Regions from separate parts of the Mus musculus genome. Here regions 1, 2, 3 and 4 are each linked to region 5. Evidence: chromatin contacts called from public HiChIP or PLAC-seq and Micro-C data. All regions are on one chromosome and are shown on one strand. Each heading gives the region's core, a stretch centred on a gene start, on an enhancer-like site or on the middle of the called end of the contact. The rest is flanking DNA. Distances are from core to core; before and after follow the strand shown. Region 1 overlaps Bmper (BMP-binding endothelial regulator). Region 2 overlaps Bmper (BMP-binding endothelial regulator). Region 3 overlaps Gm36743 (a long non-coding RNA gene). Region 4 overlaps Gm36743 (a long non-coding RNA gene). Region 5 holds the start of Bmper (BMP-binding endothelial regulator).

What was found. A called contact is a pair of places that touch in the nucleus more often than the background predicts. HiChIP or PLAC-seq counts read pairs in DNA pulled down with a chosen protein or histone mark.
Region 1: a contact with region 5 is called in a Micro-C map of the HL-1 cell line, with 5 times the contacts expected there. The contact joins the enhancer-like site here to the promoter of Bmper in region 5. A contact is called at or near these places in 2 of 39 promoter capture datasets (both in the 3T3-L1 cell line), 5 of 484 Hi-C or Micro-C datasets (the HL-1 cell line, embryonic fibroblasts, myocytes and 2 more) and 3 of 115 datasets of contacts at active chromatin or transcription factors (the NIH/3T3 cell line, neural progenitor cells and vascular smooth muscle cells).
Region 2: a contact with region 5 is called in an H3K4me3 HiChIP or PLAC-seq map of neural progenitor cells, with 6 times the contacts expected there. The contact joins the enhancer-like site here to the promoter of Bmper in region 5. A contact is called at or near these places in 3 of 39 promoter capture datasets (the 3T3-L1 cell line and liver), 3 of 484 Hi-C or Micro-C datasets (brown adipocytes, cardiomyocytes and muscle stem cells) and 4 of 115 datasets of contacts at active chromatin or transcription factors (embryonic forebrain, neural progenitor cells, neural tube and 1 more).
Region 3: an H3K4me3 HiChIP or PLAC-seq map of neural tube shows a contact between it and region 5, with 4 times the contacts expected there. The contact joins the enhancer-like site here to the promoter of Bmper in region 5. A contact is called at or near these places in 8 of 39 promoter capture datasets (3T3-L1-derived adipocytes, cranial neural crest, embryonic stem cells and 5 more), 3 of 484 Hi-C or Micro-C datasets (the G1E-ER4 cell line, cranial neural crest and embryonic fibroblasts), 5 of 115 datasets of contacts at active chromatin or transcription factors (embryonic hindbrain, embryonic limb bud, embryonic midbrain and 2 more) and 2 of 9 other capture datasets (adipose tissue and liver).
Region 4: a contact with region 5 is called in an H3K27ac HiChIP or PLAC-seq map of extraembryonic endoderm stem cells. The contact joins the enhancer-like site here to the promoter of Bmper in region 5. A contact is called at or near these places in 19 of 39 promoter capture datasets (the 3T3-L1 cell line, 3T3-L1-derived adipocytes, the C10 cell line and 11 more), 42 of 484 Hi-C or Micro-C datasets (B cells, the C2C12 cell line, DN3 thymocytes and 28 more), 20 of 115 datasets of contacts at active chromatin or transcription factors (SST interneurons, bone marrow-derived macrophages, craniofacial prominence and 13 more) and 2 of 9 other capture datasets (adipose tissue and embryonic stem cells).

The regions. Positions count from the first base shown.
Region 1 is chr9:23,459,500-23,462,199 of GRCm38.p6, reverse strand. The region is part of intron 13 of Bmper (BMP-binding endothelial regulator); the gene reads right to left. Among named protein-coding and RNA genes, the nearest start is that of Gm39311, 120 kb to the left of the region's middle. Within about 2 kb of position 1,284, at least 19 of the 459 cell types and tissues checked have an H3K27ac peak or open chromatin away from gene starts, as enhancers often do. A contact at or near this core is called in the HL-1 cell line, where this site is marked.
Region 2 is chr9:23,407,292-23,409,991 of GRCm38.p6, reverse strand. All of the region lies in intron 13 of Bmper (BMP-binding endothelial regulator), which reads right to left. Among named protein-coding and RNA genes, the nearest start is that of Gm39311, 170 kb to the left of the region's middle. Within about 2 kb of position 1,326, at least 14 of the 459 cell types and tissues checked have an H3K27ac peak or open chromatin away from gene starts, as enhancers often do. A contact at or near this core is called in neural progenitor cells, where this site is marked.
Region 3 is chr9:23,082,271-23,084,970 of GRCm38.p6, reverse strand. The region is part of intron 7 of Gm36743 (a long non-coding RNA gene); the gene reads right to left. Among named protein-coding and RNA genes, the nearest start is that of Gm36743, 87 kb to the right of the region's middle. RefSeq lists an enhancer at 261-1,839. Within about 2 kb of position 1,325, at least 91 of the 459 cell types and tissues checked have an H3K27ac peak or open chromatin away from gene starts, as enhancers often do. A contact at or near this core is called in adipose tissue, embryonic limb bud, neural stem cells and 1 more, where this site is marked.
Region 4 is chr9:23,039,903-23,042,602 of GRCm38.p6, reverse strand. The region is part of intron 5 of Gm36743 (a long non-coding RNA gene); the gene reads right to left. Among named protein-coding and RNA genes, the nearest start is that of Gm36743, 45 kb to the right of the region's middle. Within about 2 kb of position 1,437, at least 20 of the 459 cell types and tissues checked have an H3K27ac peak or open chromatin away from gene starts, as enhancers often do. A contact at or near this core is called in adipose tissue, extraembryonic endoderm stem cells and muscle stem cells, where this site is marked.
Region 5 is chr9:23,221,671-23,224,370 of GRCm38.p6, reverse strand. It overlaps Bmper (BMP-binding endothelial regulator), which reads right to left and starts at 1,295. Exons shown (of 15, transcript NM_028472.2): 1 at 598-1,295. The coding sequence starts at 730.

The sequences.
Region 1 (2,700 bases), core at 35-2,534, 240 kb before region 5:
TTGGATGATTTGAAAAGGAAATACTGAAGATGGAGGAATACAGGCAGGGAGATGGGAGTGGGGACACAGTCAAGTATGTATGGAGATTCCATCAGGAGCTCAGTCAGTAAAGGTTTGGCCTTACAAGCATAGGCCTGTGCTCATCCCTGAATTCATTCCCCAGGACTCATAAAACTCTCAGCATGGTCGATATTTCTTATGCTCTCAGTGTGCGAGCACACACACACACATACACACACACACACACACACACACACACACACGCACATAAAATTTTAATGTCATGGGCAAATCTGTTATTTTATATGCTAATTAAAAATAAAATAAATAAATATTAAAAAACAAAGATGCTTTTTTTGTGAAAAGTTGGGTAAAAGACACACTGGTTTCTCTCTACTTTTTCATACAACTAAATATGGGTCTACAGTTGTCTCAAATAAAACAGAAGAAGAAAGAAAGAAAACTTGAGTGTGACCCAAAGAAACAAAGAGAAAATAAATATCTATTGTTGTACATTATATACTTAGAAGCACAATTTGTTACCATAGTAAAGAAGGAAGTAAAGACATCTATGTGCCTAATGCTTGACAAACTCCATTTTGGGTTTGTAGCTGACATAAATAGCCAGGAAGTGTGGTAGGACGCAAGTTTCCTTGCTGAAACTGTAAGTCAGAATGGTGACCACCTTTGGAGTAAGGAATAGGCAGGTAGATAGATAGGTAGACAGATAGATGGATAGATGCATAGATAGATAGATAGATAGATAGATAGATAGATAGATAGATAGATAGATAGACCAACTAAACCAGTTGTGTGCTCTTGGGCACAATATCTTCCCTCCCAGGAAATCATTTACTCTGAGTTCCATAGACAAGTAAGTATATAACAAGATATATTGTCTATGCTGCTAATCTCTAATGAAAAGAAACAAAAAGAGCCATAGCTATTATTAGAAAGGTGTAGGTGAGAGACAAGACAAGGCAGAAACCACTTGCCATTGCCCCAGCTGAATCTGCATCATGGGCAGACGAGATGGAACATGGTCGTGTCTTTTTTGTGGTTCCAGAGTGCTGCTCCTCTGCCCCACTCTCTGGGGAGTCCCGAGGTTGGCTTCTTGTATCACAGCAGAACTCTCACCGTCCAAAAGCAGTGGGGTGTTCCCAAGGGCCAAGGGAGTGAGGGAGAGGAAAGATACAGAAGGCATGCAGTATCCCAGACCACACCCCAGCCACATGCAGTAGCTGCCACCCACTTCTGCTTCAAAGGGCTGGTCCTCCCATAGGCCTTTCTCACATTAAGCAGTGGCTGGCTGCCAAGCCCCACAACCCGCAGAAGCACAAATCCTCCACCATGTGCCTTAATAATAGGGCAGCAGCAGCGGTGGCTGTTCCCAGAGGATGTGGTGCTGGGATGAGCTTTTTCAGATGCTGGGAGACTTTCATCAAGACTTCAGTGTCTTTTGGCTCAAAAATAAAACATCATTCATATCCATTCACTGCACAAGGAAGGGCCTTTCACACCCTTGCTTTGGACAGCCATGGATGCTCCAGGGTAACCAGTCAGCTGGACCAAAAGGAGCTGCTCATCCCAGGACCTGTCCCCACCCAACCCACGGTGCTGAAGCAGTCATTCTCAACTCAAAGTAAAGGAGTTCATCCACTACAGGCTCAAAAGGCAAACCAGACATTACAACCCACTGTCCCCAGGCCAGCCTCTTAGATAGGTCCCAAAAGGGTAGAAAGAAAATCCTGTTTTCAGAAGCAACTAGGAGAGGTCTGAAAGTCTTCACAACTCTTGCCTAAAACTGCATCGATGTTGTCTACATTCCACTGCTAATAAGTGGCAAAATGAGCATTCAAAATCTAGTTCAAAACTCCCTTCTCTGCATTATTATATTATTCTTTTAGTGCCTCTGGTTAAAACCTGTCCTCTCTTCAACAACAGCCCAATAGAGTCCTCAAAGAAGGCTTCTGGAATAACCTTACCAGATGAGGTGACCCCAAGGCTGCCTCTGACAACCCTGCATGCCTCTTATCATACTTGCAACTGTGTCCTCATGTGATTGGTCTCACTTGAGCCCCAGGTCAGACAAGCCTTGCTCACCAAGTTCCCTAGCCCTGTGCAGTCCCTGGTTTAGAGTGGATACTCACAACCTATCCCCTGAATGCATTATTCACACCCACTGTTAATAAGTGGTAAAGTAAGGATTGAGGAGAAGTACAGGAAGAGATGCTGATGCTAAAGAGGTGAGGAAATAGGATGGCTGGCTAAGTAGTGGTCATGGGGACTGAAGAAGAAGAGGGGAAAGGCCATAATAGGAGAAAAATCACCATTCTGCTAGTGGCTAGGGTCAAACTCAAAAGAAAGTAAAAGAAGAGAAAGAGAAGCATAAAAAATTCCTGTGCAATGGATATGAGAATTTGCTTCTGCAGAGGAGAGTGTGACAGTCAAGACCAACATCTCCATCAGTAGTTCAAGAAGGAATAAAAAAGCCCCGTGTAAATTTCCATCAATTGAGCAAAAGTGAATGAGATTTGCAGATGTCTACAGCTGAGGAAAGCCTGAAGATGTGATGGCTCTAGAGAATGAGAATGCAACTCCTCCCCAGCAACCCTCTCTCCTTCCTAGGAACCCAAAGGAAACAAACTAAAATGATAGAATAAAGTTTCCCTAACTCATATGAGACAATAATAACACGGC
Region 2 (2,700 bases), core at 77-2,576, 190 kb before region 5:
CTACAAATCCCAGACTTTTCAAACATAAGTAATTTAGAGAAATCAAATATTTTGACTTCATAGAAAAAACTTATCACACATAGAATTTGCTTTGTGAAAAGTTCCATGAGCTTAAAAACACCCAGAAGAGAAAACACTGTAAGAAATACACTTCACTCTGTTACTAATACATAGTTCTCTCCCTCCCTCACTTCTCTCTCTCCCTCTCTTCCTCTCTCCCTTTCTCCCCCTCTCTCTCTCTCTCATTCTGTATGTGTGTGCATGTGTGTGTGTATATGAAAGAGAGAGAGAAAAAACTTTTTCCTCATCAGTAAAAGAGATACTTCTTTGAAGGATGAGAAAAAATAAGCAAAACTTCCAATACTATTTATGCCAGTGGTGGTGTCCTATATCAAGGCAAGACTAACTTGTCCTGTGAGAACTCTGAATGAATATAGCAAGGCCATCATTCTGACCTCATATCAGGTTGATTTCAGAAATTCTACCTGTGCTTTCAAACTCACTAGGAAGCACTTGGCAGGTGTGGTGTGCCATGTGATTGCTGGTTTTGTCTCTCCTCTACAACAAAAGTCATTGCACAAAAATGGCCAAGCATCCTTAACTAGCACTTTCAGTGTCGTGAAAGATAAACAGTTTATTTTCAAACAGTTCAAGGTTTTGCCAACAAGAACCTGAGACATCAGGTCTCTGTGATGAGATTAGGAGCTACCACAGTTAGAGAGTTGAAGGACTGGCTAGGAGTTCAGGAAGATCCCCATCAAACATCAGGGACACAGGCTAAGGGCATATAGTGGGCTTCAGCAGTCCATCTGCCCTGTGCCAGCACCACACTTCCCAATGCCTTCATTCCTCAGAACAACGAGTTTCCCAATGCTAGATGGGGCATGTGGAGCTCCAATGGCTTCATGGTAGTCGCCAGCCAGAAAGTGACCATGTAAGTGCTCAACCCCCGTCTCCTGTTTCAGAAAGTCCATGCAGAACCCTGCACTTGGGCCTGGCTCGAGCCTACGGAGCAACTGCCTTTCTGAGTGGGACTCCATTTCTCAAGCGCAGGACATACCCAATATTGCCCGTCCCACTTCAATGTGAGAGAGGACGCATCCTTCTGCTGTTGAGTCAGGGTGGCAATAGGTTATATGGCTAGCAGAGTTATCTAGATCTTTCCTCCTGCCATTTCTAAGGAAGAGAAGACCCAAGGCCACCCTGCATCAGACCATGCCAACAACAGGCAGAACACAAGCCAAATTCCCTACTACATCCTGCCTTAGTCTGCATGCACAAAGAATTCACAAGCATGCCTGAACTTGCCCAGGCTGGTCAGATCTAGCCTTTGATACAAACACCCTCTGCCATGTTGCAGTAGCTGCTGTAGACCTTTTAAAGGACAGAGAAGAGGGCAACCACCTGGCCACTGAACAAGTCAATTCTTTCTGGTTTTGTGCATTCAATTGGTTTCTTGGGATATCTGCCAAAGCCATGCTATTCTCCTGCGGAACTCAGAGGAGCTTAAAACTAATTAATTCACCAGAGGCAAAAGACGTGGGAATTTGGTGGGAAAGACCAATCTCTATAGCCCTGCTCTCTAGTTATTGTTTGCAGTGAAATCTTTTGAAAAGATAGGCAGATGAGGTCTGGGAGGGGTATAACCTCTCCATCCTATTTGCAGCAGAGAGAAGAGTCCAAACTGAGCCTTCAGCTAGAGTGGGAGAGCTTCCAAAGGAGGCCCTTTGCATGTTTGTCTTCTAATTGACAGAGAAATGGTGCCAACCAACAGCTCCAGCACCTCTAGCTCTTTGGTTCAAAACCTCATTAAATAGGAAGAGAAGTTCCTGTTGTCTTGAATTCACAGATAGATGAACCAAGGCTTGTACAGGAAGGTTGAAGAGCCTGGTGATTGAGAGCTAGGAGTGCACAATGCTAATACTCTTAATTGCTTTGCTCTCCCAAGTCCCCCCTAGGCTTTACAAATGCAAATAAAATATGGGCCATCCAGGTGGTTAACTCATCCATAATCTCCAACTAGGACTCCTTAGGAAAGGGGTGAAGCCAATCTCGGGGGGCAGAACAGAAGGGAAAAATAAGAGAACCCAGAGGATTCAAATTATAACAGGAAAATGGCTGAAGGAGCCGAGCATATGACTAGAGCCAAATGGCTTGGCAGATACAGCCATGCTTGGGGATCTGTGATGACAGGGACAGTCTTTTTCCATCCTACTTTGGGCTGTCTTTATAGAAATTCATCTTTTATGTCCAAAGATCAAATTAAAATAAAAAGATCACATTTAATGAGAGCTAAGGGAACTAAAGTGGTGGCAATTAAAGAGTAAAAATAACCTCTCTGCGGTTGCAGACCACAGGAGTTTCCTAGTTTTAAGAGCCACAGGCAAATCACTTAAACACGGCCTTCTGAGTCGCATTCCTCTCATGTTTCCTCACACGCCCATGGTGGCTAACGTTATAGGCAGGCACGACTCTTGAACTCCTGGAATTGTGTAGTAACCAGGAGTGCAGCAGGCCAAACTCATCAACTTCCAGAGCAATTCTGTTGCAAGGTTGTCAAAAGCAAGCCCCTGTGCTGAGCTGAGCTGCTGAGTGTTAACTGGAGGTCACAGGGTAGAAAGGAAAGAAGTCTCAATTTTAATGCGATCCCTTCCCTCCTCCAACTCAAACCCGTCCTCTACTGTCCTCTGACCCAGGACA
Region 3 (2,700 bases), core at 76-2,575, 140 kb after region 5:
TGTAAACCACCCCCAAATTAAATGTTTTCCTTTATAAGAGTTGCTGGGGTCATATTGTCTCTTCAAAGTAATAAAATCCTAAGACAACTACTTATATAATGCAAATTCTATGGAAATTGTAGCTAGATTATATTTTTTTAGGCAATAATGGTAAGAAAAAATTTGTACATGTTTATCATAGATGTAGTTCTTCTAACTATTTTGGTTCAAATCGTTGACTTTTCAGATGCAGAGTGGGGGGATATGGAGAACTGTACTTAAGAGGGCAGCCTAAACAAGCCAGGTCATGTTACAGATGAGTTTTAAAGGCTGAAGGAGGAACACTTCTGCACTTGGTCAGAAAGGGCCACCCTCTCTCCCTGTCCCTCTTAGCAGTAAGCTATACTGTCGGTGGGGGACAGCATACTGAGCTAAACGACTCTAGCTCCAGATCTCCTGGCAGTTGGGATTGGCTGTGATACTGTCCTTAATGGTATGTTACAGTTGAATGGGTACGGTCTTAAAATGTACGAAGATAGTAGAGGGCAAAGAGGGGCTTATTCTCAGCTCTCTACCACCACGTCACCCTTCACAGCCACCTTCAACAGTCTTGCTTCACAGAACAAGAGAGAGCCACTGTCATGGTGAAGAAACACAAGACGGAGTAGAGACGTGGACTATCCAGGACCTAGCTGTTCCTCCCATCTGCTCCTCGCCTAAGATAAAAGCAATGGTTTCTTTGGTGTTCCACTGTATGAGACTTTTTCTTTCATCTGAGTACAGTCCTTAAACACCTAGGCGGTGTTCCATTGGAATCATTAATTTAGAAGGCGTGTGTCATTTTGAACTAGATTTCTGGAGTGACTGCCCCTTAGAAGAACCAAACTGATCCAAAACTGGTCCCAAAGTGAGGGCTCATTTTGCCAAAGTGAGGTTTTCCTTTGTTCGAGGGCCTCTTTCTTTGCTGGAAGGTGATCTGACCTCCGGGTACCACAAGTGATATGATAAGCATGAAGCAGCTCAACTGGTTCCATTCGTTTTCCTCGGGCTTTGCTCTAAAAGGTTTCTCGCTGAGCCGATTTCGCTCCCCGATAACTTCCTTTACACGCCACTTCCTAATCGAAGAGGGCCCACATCAGGGGCAGAGAAACAGAGGCGGTCCTTTCCCAGCCTTCTCCTGGGGCTCCTTAGCTCTTTACTGCACCGCTGGGCTGGCTTAGCAAAAGCAATTTGATGTCCAGAATTTCTTGGCAGCCTGCCACAGCGCTGTCTGCCCTCGGAAAGTGTAGTCTGGGCGTGTGGCTGAGTAGCCTCGCTTTGTTCTGCCTGGCTGCAGCTTTGTTCTCCCTGCCTATGTGTTCGGTGCTCACGGTGGGGGCTTGTTCTGCGCCAGCCATGAAAGCCAACATGACTTTGGAAACTGAACTATATTTTGCCAAATTCTAGTCCTTGGGTGAGACTCCCCAAACCTTAGCCTTGTGGGAGACCTCAGAGGGGAGCTTTTGGAACTGGATTCCCAAAGCCTAGATTTAAAATTGTACATTGCAGTGTGGCAGCTCATAACTAAACCAGACGAGAAATAAAATCAGTAAAATTATCAGGCTGTTCTAATTAAAGTGCTAGGAGTTAGAAGAGGTGATGCTTGAGATTCGCCCCGGCCTTCTCTCCAGGGGATGTCCTCCCAGAACTGGCCAAGATCCTCAGAGATTCCAAAGGAATACAAACACACACGCACGCGCGCGCGCACACACACATTCACATCATACACAGAAGGGTTTTGAAAACCCCTCTACCATCCAGCTTACAATAGCAAGAAAATGCTTGGCCTTTCAAGTAAACAAGACGCAGATAAACCGAGGCCAGCCACTAGGGTCTCTCCATAAAAGCATCCAGAGCATCTCCATTTTTTTATTTTTATGTTTTAATTAACAAATAAAGTTGTATGTATGAACTATAAATATTAAGATGATATAAAGTACTCATCTGCTATGATTCATTCCCAAATAATGAGGATCATTTGTGAGCTCCTTGTATTTTGTTGTATTGTATTTTCTTTGAGTTACTACTTTAACTTGCTTTAGAAACATAGCTAGAAGCAAGATTGCAAGGACATATTGTGGTGTGTGTGTGTGTGTGTGTGTGTGTGTGCATGTATGTATGTGTATACATGTGTGTAGCTGTGCATGATGTGGGCGTGTGTGTGTGTGTGTGTGTGTATGGTTGTGCAGCTGTGTATAGTGTGTGTATGTGTGTATGTACATGCATGTGTGTGTGGCTACATATGATGTGTGTATATGTGTGTGTGCTTGTGTGGCTATGTATGGTGTCTGTGTATATATCTGTGTATGTTTGTGTGGATATTTATGGTGTCTGTATGTGTGTGTGTGTTTGTGTGGCTGTGTATTATGTATGTATATATGTGTGTGTGCCTCTGTGTGTAGTGTCTCCTTATGTGCTTACTCATAAACATTCTTGTGAGAGACAGAGGCTCACTTTGTCCTTCTCTATTACTTTGCACTTTACTTTTTGAGAACCTGTAGCTTGCCAGTTTGCTTGTGTGACAGGCCAGTGAGTCCCCAGGATCTGCCTGCCTTTGCTTCCATAGCACTGGAATGACAAATGCATGCAGCTGCCCCCAGCATGTAAACAGGTGCTGAGGATCTAGGCTCAGGTCATGATTATACAGAAAACACTTCCCACCTGAGCCATCTCCTCCAAGTC
Region 4 (2,700 bases), core at 188-2,687, 180 kb after region 5:
CGCAAGCCTCCTACAGTCTTGCGTTTTCTCAAACAGCCAACTCCACAAGAAACACAGACAATCCACTTCATTGGACACTGAGTCTCACCCTCGGAGAGAGCATTGGAGTCACGGATGAGACACAATATGAATAATTTGCGTGATCAGGAGACATTTAATCTGGGCCAAATCCATTTGGTCATGAGGGTGATTTATCAGAAAGCAAACACGCTGCCAAGATACGGGAGGGGGCGGCTCTCGGAGTTGATTTACGTGCCCAGCAGAACACTAACGTCACTGCAGATCTCCCTGGAGCCAACACAGGTCCTGGGCAGCTCACAGCTTTCCCTGCACCCGACTAGACTCTCTGGTAAAGGAACCTCATCTTTCAGACCACCCTACCGCATGCGCAGCACCAACCAACCAGAAAGAATTTGGGTCGGTGGAAGTTGTTGTAAGTTCCCTGAGCTGCACTGATGTGACTTAAATTCTGAATAGTGACCTCATCTAGAGGCCACCCGGGTGTTCTTGGAGACACTGGGCGCCACTGGGACTGAAGAAATTAATCACCTGCAGCTTCTAGGCCCAGGAAACTTCACGGCTCCCATGGTTCAAGGAACATCCTGCCTAAATATTATTCTGCACCAGGCGTTTACAGCCTTCTCTGTTGTCTCTGGATTCTGGCTCTGAGCCCCCACCACACTCTGGGGGAGGAAATCCCAGAGTGTCCCCACCATCTCACCCAGCTTCTCGGGTGACATCAGGCCCAGCCAAGGAACATCCCAATCTGTCTCGCTGCCTGTGAGACACATTAGATCTTCAGGGCAGGACCTGACATTGTTTTGTAACACAAACGCTTTCCACCCAGGGTGAGTGAGTCGGGAGGGGGGTGGGGGTTGACTGTGGAGTCGGAATAGTCCCTATCGTCTGTTATTGTAGCCTCCCGCTCTTCCTTCTGATGACTGTGTTCAACATAATCTATGACACTAGGTGATAAACCTGCAGCACTCAACTTATAAGCAAACAATTCCTGTCTTTTTTTAGGGACTTATCTCCTCCAGCAGTCAAAGGAAAACTGTATTTAGTGTCTCCCTGGCGTCTAATTCCTTTTTCCTCCTCCTCCTCCTCCTTCTCTTTTGACACAGAGAGACAGATTTTATGTTGGGTAAAGGACCAGAGTTCAGCTTCTTCCTAGATCATAATAAACGGCTTTATATGGAGGGACAGGCCGAGCATCCAGGGCTGGTTGGAGAAAGAAAAGTGCTGGCAAGGATGGCTGGAGGCAGGGTCTTCCTGCGGCCTGATGATGTGTCTGGAAGCCCAAGGCAGAAGTGAGAAAAGCCGAGATGGTGTTGGGAAATGGAGTAGCTGGGAGGAGAAAGACCAATGGCAGGCCTGTATAAGAACCCTCAGTGCTTTTCCCAGGGTCAGAACTGCAGCAGGGCCATAGGAAGGCTCTGCAGTGTTGTATTTACACAGCATCTTCAAAACATTTCACAACAGCCTCCTAATGATCCCCTAAGGCAGAGATCAGAACTGCTCTCGGTTTTTATGTGAGGAAACTGGGTCTGGAGAGCCAGTTTCCTCAGGCTCTGACATTAGCATTTGTTCATTTGAGACAAACTCACTTGCTCTCTACACAGTAAACCCACGCAGCCTTCCCCAACATTGTAAGGACTCAAGGGGAAACACAAACACTTGGCCCAAACTTTCCTCTCCAGTTATTTATTCTATTATTCCTGTATAGATGTGGCTAATTGCTACTGAGAAATCAATCTTAGTACTTAAGAAGGAAAACCAAACAATTATTTCGGAGTTCAAAGGTGAAACTTACATTTACTGACAAATGGGCTCAGCTCCCCTCCCAAACCTGTGTCTGTTGTGGCAAGAGCCACATCAGGGAGTTCACCCTGCATGGTGGCTGATTTCCACCTACTGGTACAGGACAGAGGTGTTACTAAAGAAAACCTACACCAGGGGATTGTGTGTGTGTGTGTGTGTGTGTGTGTGTGTGTGTGTGTGTGTGTGTGTGAGTGTGTGTATGTGCATGTGCATATGTGTGTGCATGTGTGTGTGTGTGTGTGTGTGTGTGTGTGTGTGTGTGTGCATGTGCATATGTGTGTGCATGTGTGTGTGTGTGTGTGTGTGTTTAGGTGTGGCTGTGCACAAGAGGACAACTCACAAGAGTCAGTTCTCTCCTTCCCTGTGGATCGTCAGAACTGAATTCAGATCACCAGGATTCTCAGCTGGTGCCTGAATGCAATAAACAACCTCACTGGCCTTGAAGGAAATTTAACTACAAATTCAGAAGAGCAGTGCCTCCCATCTCACATGCATTCCCGGTGACTGAAGGTTTCCTCTGAAGGACAGATGGCTTGTCACACCCTTCTCAGGAAAAAGTACACTGGCCATTTGGGATGAGGTCAATTGCCTGTTGGTCTGAAATGGATTTTTAAAGATGAGACCCATTCTTTATCCCAAGTTTCAGATCCACTTGACCCAGCAGAAACACTACAACAACACTGTGCCCGTCTCTGTGGTTTAGTCCTCCCCCACGCTCAGCCCTGAGGGAGTATCTTCTAGAATGAAAATTGTTCTGGAAAGCAGTGTATCAGGTAAACCCAGCAAGAAACAGACACAACAAAGCAGAGCTATGCTGCAGATGTCCTCGGTGCTTTGTGTGTGTCAGACAGAAGGCAAAGCCGGGCAAGGCTTTGGAAT
Region 5 (2,700 bases), core at 46-2,545:
TTTTTGAAGCGCAATCTCTTTCCTCTTTAAAATATTCTCTTTTCTGCACCAGGTGTCAGTAAAGCATGTCCTTCAAAATAGAAGCCGAGGTCTTCACCTGCCTGAAAACCTGTAATTATCATATCATGCTATTAGTAACCTTTAAAAATAAGATCGCTTCTTTACATTCAAGGTCTGGAAAGTCATGTTTTAAAGATGCTGCCTAGCACCGTGGATTTATTGGAATCCTATGGTGTTGAGAAAAGAGGATGTGCGGGAAACGGCGCGGTCTTTTCCTTAATTGCACAAGAGTGGCTACGATTAAAACAAGGATTGGGGAAAAAAGATTAAATATAAATCAAGGAATTTCCCAACTTCATATAGCAGGGTGCCTATTAGCACTCTGTCAAAGGTAGCAGTCTCTCAGTCCCCCATCTCTCTACCTCTTCATAGCCTTCCCATCCCTTTTCTCTAGGCTTCTCCGCATCCCCACCGCCCGCGAGAGTCAGGCAAGGTGCGCGTTCCTCGTCCTCTCATCCCCGGTCTGCCAGTGCCTCTTCTCCCAAGAAACCACCCAGAGTCCCGGAGGACTGGTCCCTCCCGCCCCCACCCCCCTACCTGTCAGGAAGGAGGAAGCCAGAGACATGGGGACCCCGGAGCAATTGAGCAGCAGCAAGACGCAGCAGGTAATCCCAGGCGAGCGTCGGCAAGGACGCTCAGCCAGAGCCCTGACGCTGAAGAACCAGAGCATCGTCACCTGGAGGGAATCCCGGGCGACTGCAGGTCCCGCGTCGCCGCCTCTGCTCGGCAGCCGCTGCTCGCAGTCAAAAGGGCTGTGGGCCGGCGTGCCGGGAGACAGTCGGCTGAGGGAGGCGGGCGCCCGGAGCGGCGGGGGAGGAGTGGGGGCGCCCCGGGAGGAGGGGTCCTGCGGCCAGCCTCGGCCAATGCGGCGGCTTTTTTCTAAGGGAGTTGCTCTCAGCGGGTTAGCCGTCAGCCCCTCCGCGCCAGAGCTGGGCCGGGAGGAGGGGTGGCTGAGCGGCGGGATCTGGGGAGCGGCGGCGGCGACTGCCGAGTGCGCTCGCAGCTCTGGAGCCCGGCTGAGCTCCGGCTCCCGCACGCGCAGCTCCGGCCCGGCCCCCGAGCGCGGTGTCCGGCCCGCGCGCTTGCTCCGTGCGGGACCGAGGGGCGTACTAGGCTCTGCGCGGAATCCGCAGGGTCGCACGAGGGACTACGATCCTGGCGCCGGAGCTATGCCGGCTCAGAAGCGACAGCGGCGCACGCGAACGCCCAGCCAGGCGGTCTAGCCCAGCCCCGGCCACCGGCCCCGGGGCGCTGCCGGAGCCTGGAAGGCGCGTCTCCAGCGCCCTGCGCACCGCCTCCTCCCGCGCAGAGGAGCCGCCCCCAGCAGGGATGCCACTACCCGCTAGCGCCCGGAGCAGAAGACCCGGCGCTTCCCGCTGCCCCAGCTTCGGAAGGAGCCACGGATCGAATGCAGGAGGGTCCCTCAACTTTCCACAGCCCTTTGACTCCCTCGGGCAAAGGCGGGGGACTCACGAGGCTGAGGGGACAGAGGGACGAGTGACCTTGGAGATCAGGTTCCTGTGCTTATGCCTCTGTGGGCCTGACATTAGGGAGGACAGAAGTTGGAGCGACAGAAAGGGTCGGCTAATGCACGCACAACGGCCAGAGCCTTTCTCCCTTAAAGCGTGGATCGGTGGCTCAGACTCCGCCCTTCCCAGCCGGAGCTGCCCGGGCCAGGGAGGTGCGTTAGACTAATCATTCATTCACTCGCGGGCCAGGGAGGGACCGCTGCCGCTAATCTCCACGCAGGCCGCCTTCGCGGCGGCCGCCCAGCAGGGCACGCGGTGGCAGCCGCTACCCTGCAGCGTTTCTTGCTTGGGCGGCCCTGATGTCCCCCAGTCTCGGTCTTTGATCCCCTCGCCCCGCCACCCGGTACCCGCTGAGTCCCAGCATCCCTCCCACGTCCTGCCCCCCCCACACACACACACACCCGCCCTACACGCACCCGCCAAGCAGTGCCTGGCTCTACTCAAAAGGGGTGCTAATCTAGAAAAGAGAATTTTTATAACTACATTGGGAAGGTGCCAGGTGAGAGTGAAAGGTGCTTGGAACCAATGATCAGCTAGCCTTCTTTGGAGCCTACTGTGATCACATGCTCCCACCCACACGAAGAACAGCCAGCCAGCAGGTGCCCACCCCACATTAGTTCCTGAAGCGCCTTGTGGATCCAAACTCTAATTGCTGACAAGCCTAGTTTTCCCCTAGTCTCTGGCCAGTTTTAGGTAGCATTTGTAGCTGTAGTGAGAAACTCCTTTGACAGTCCTCAGATACACTCCTCTAATGTCACCACATTTACCTGCCCCTGCCTGCCATCCGCATGCTCATTTGTTTTTTTCTAGAGATTTAAAGGGTGCTTTTAGTGAGTGCATCGTGGCCAACATCCCAACACAAGGACCACATCTCTGTGACGTGGACAAGTGGGAGGAAGGAACGCTGTCATTAGCTTAGCATGCTCCATTTCCCTCTCAAAACAGATTTTGTGTAAAATTTAAATTAAAAGAGACAAGAGACAATGTGGTTACATGTTTCCCCCAAATAACACCATGGCTAGATGCCTTGAAAGTCAAAGTGTTGATTGAATGTTTCGCTGACTCCCTGAGTCTACAGAAATGTCAAACTGTATACACAGAGAGAGAGAGA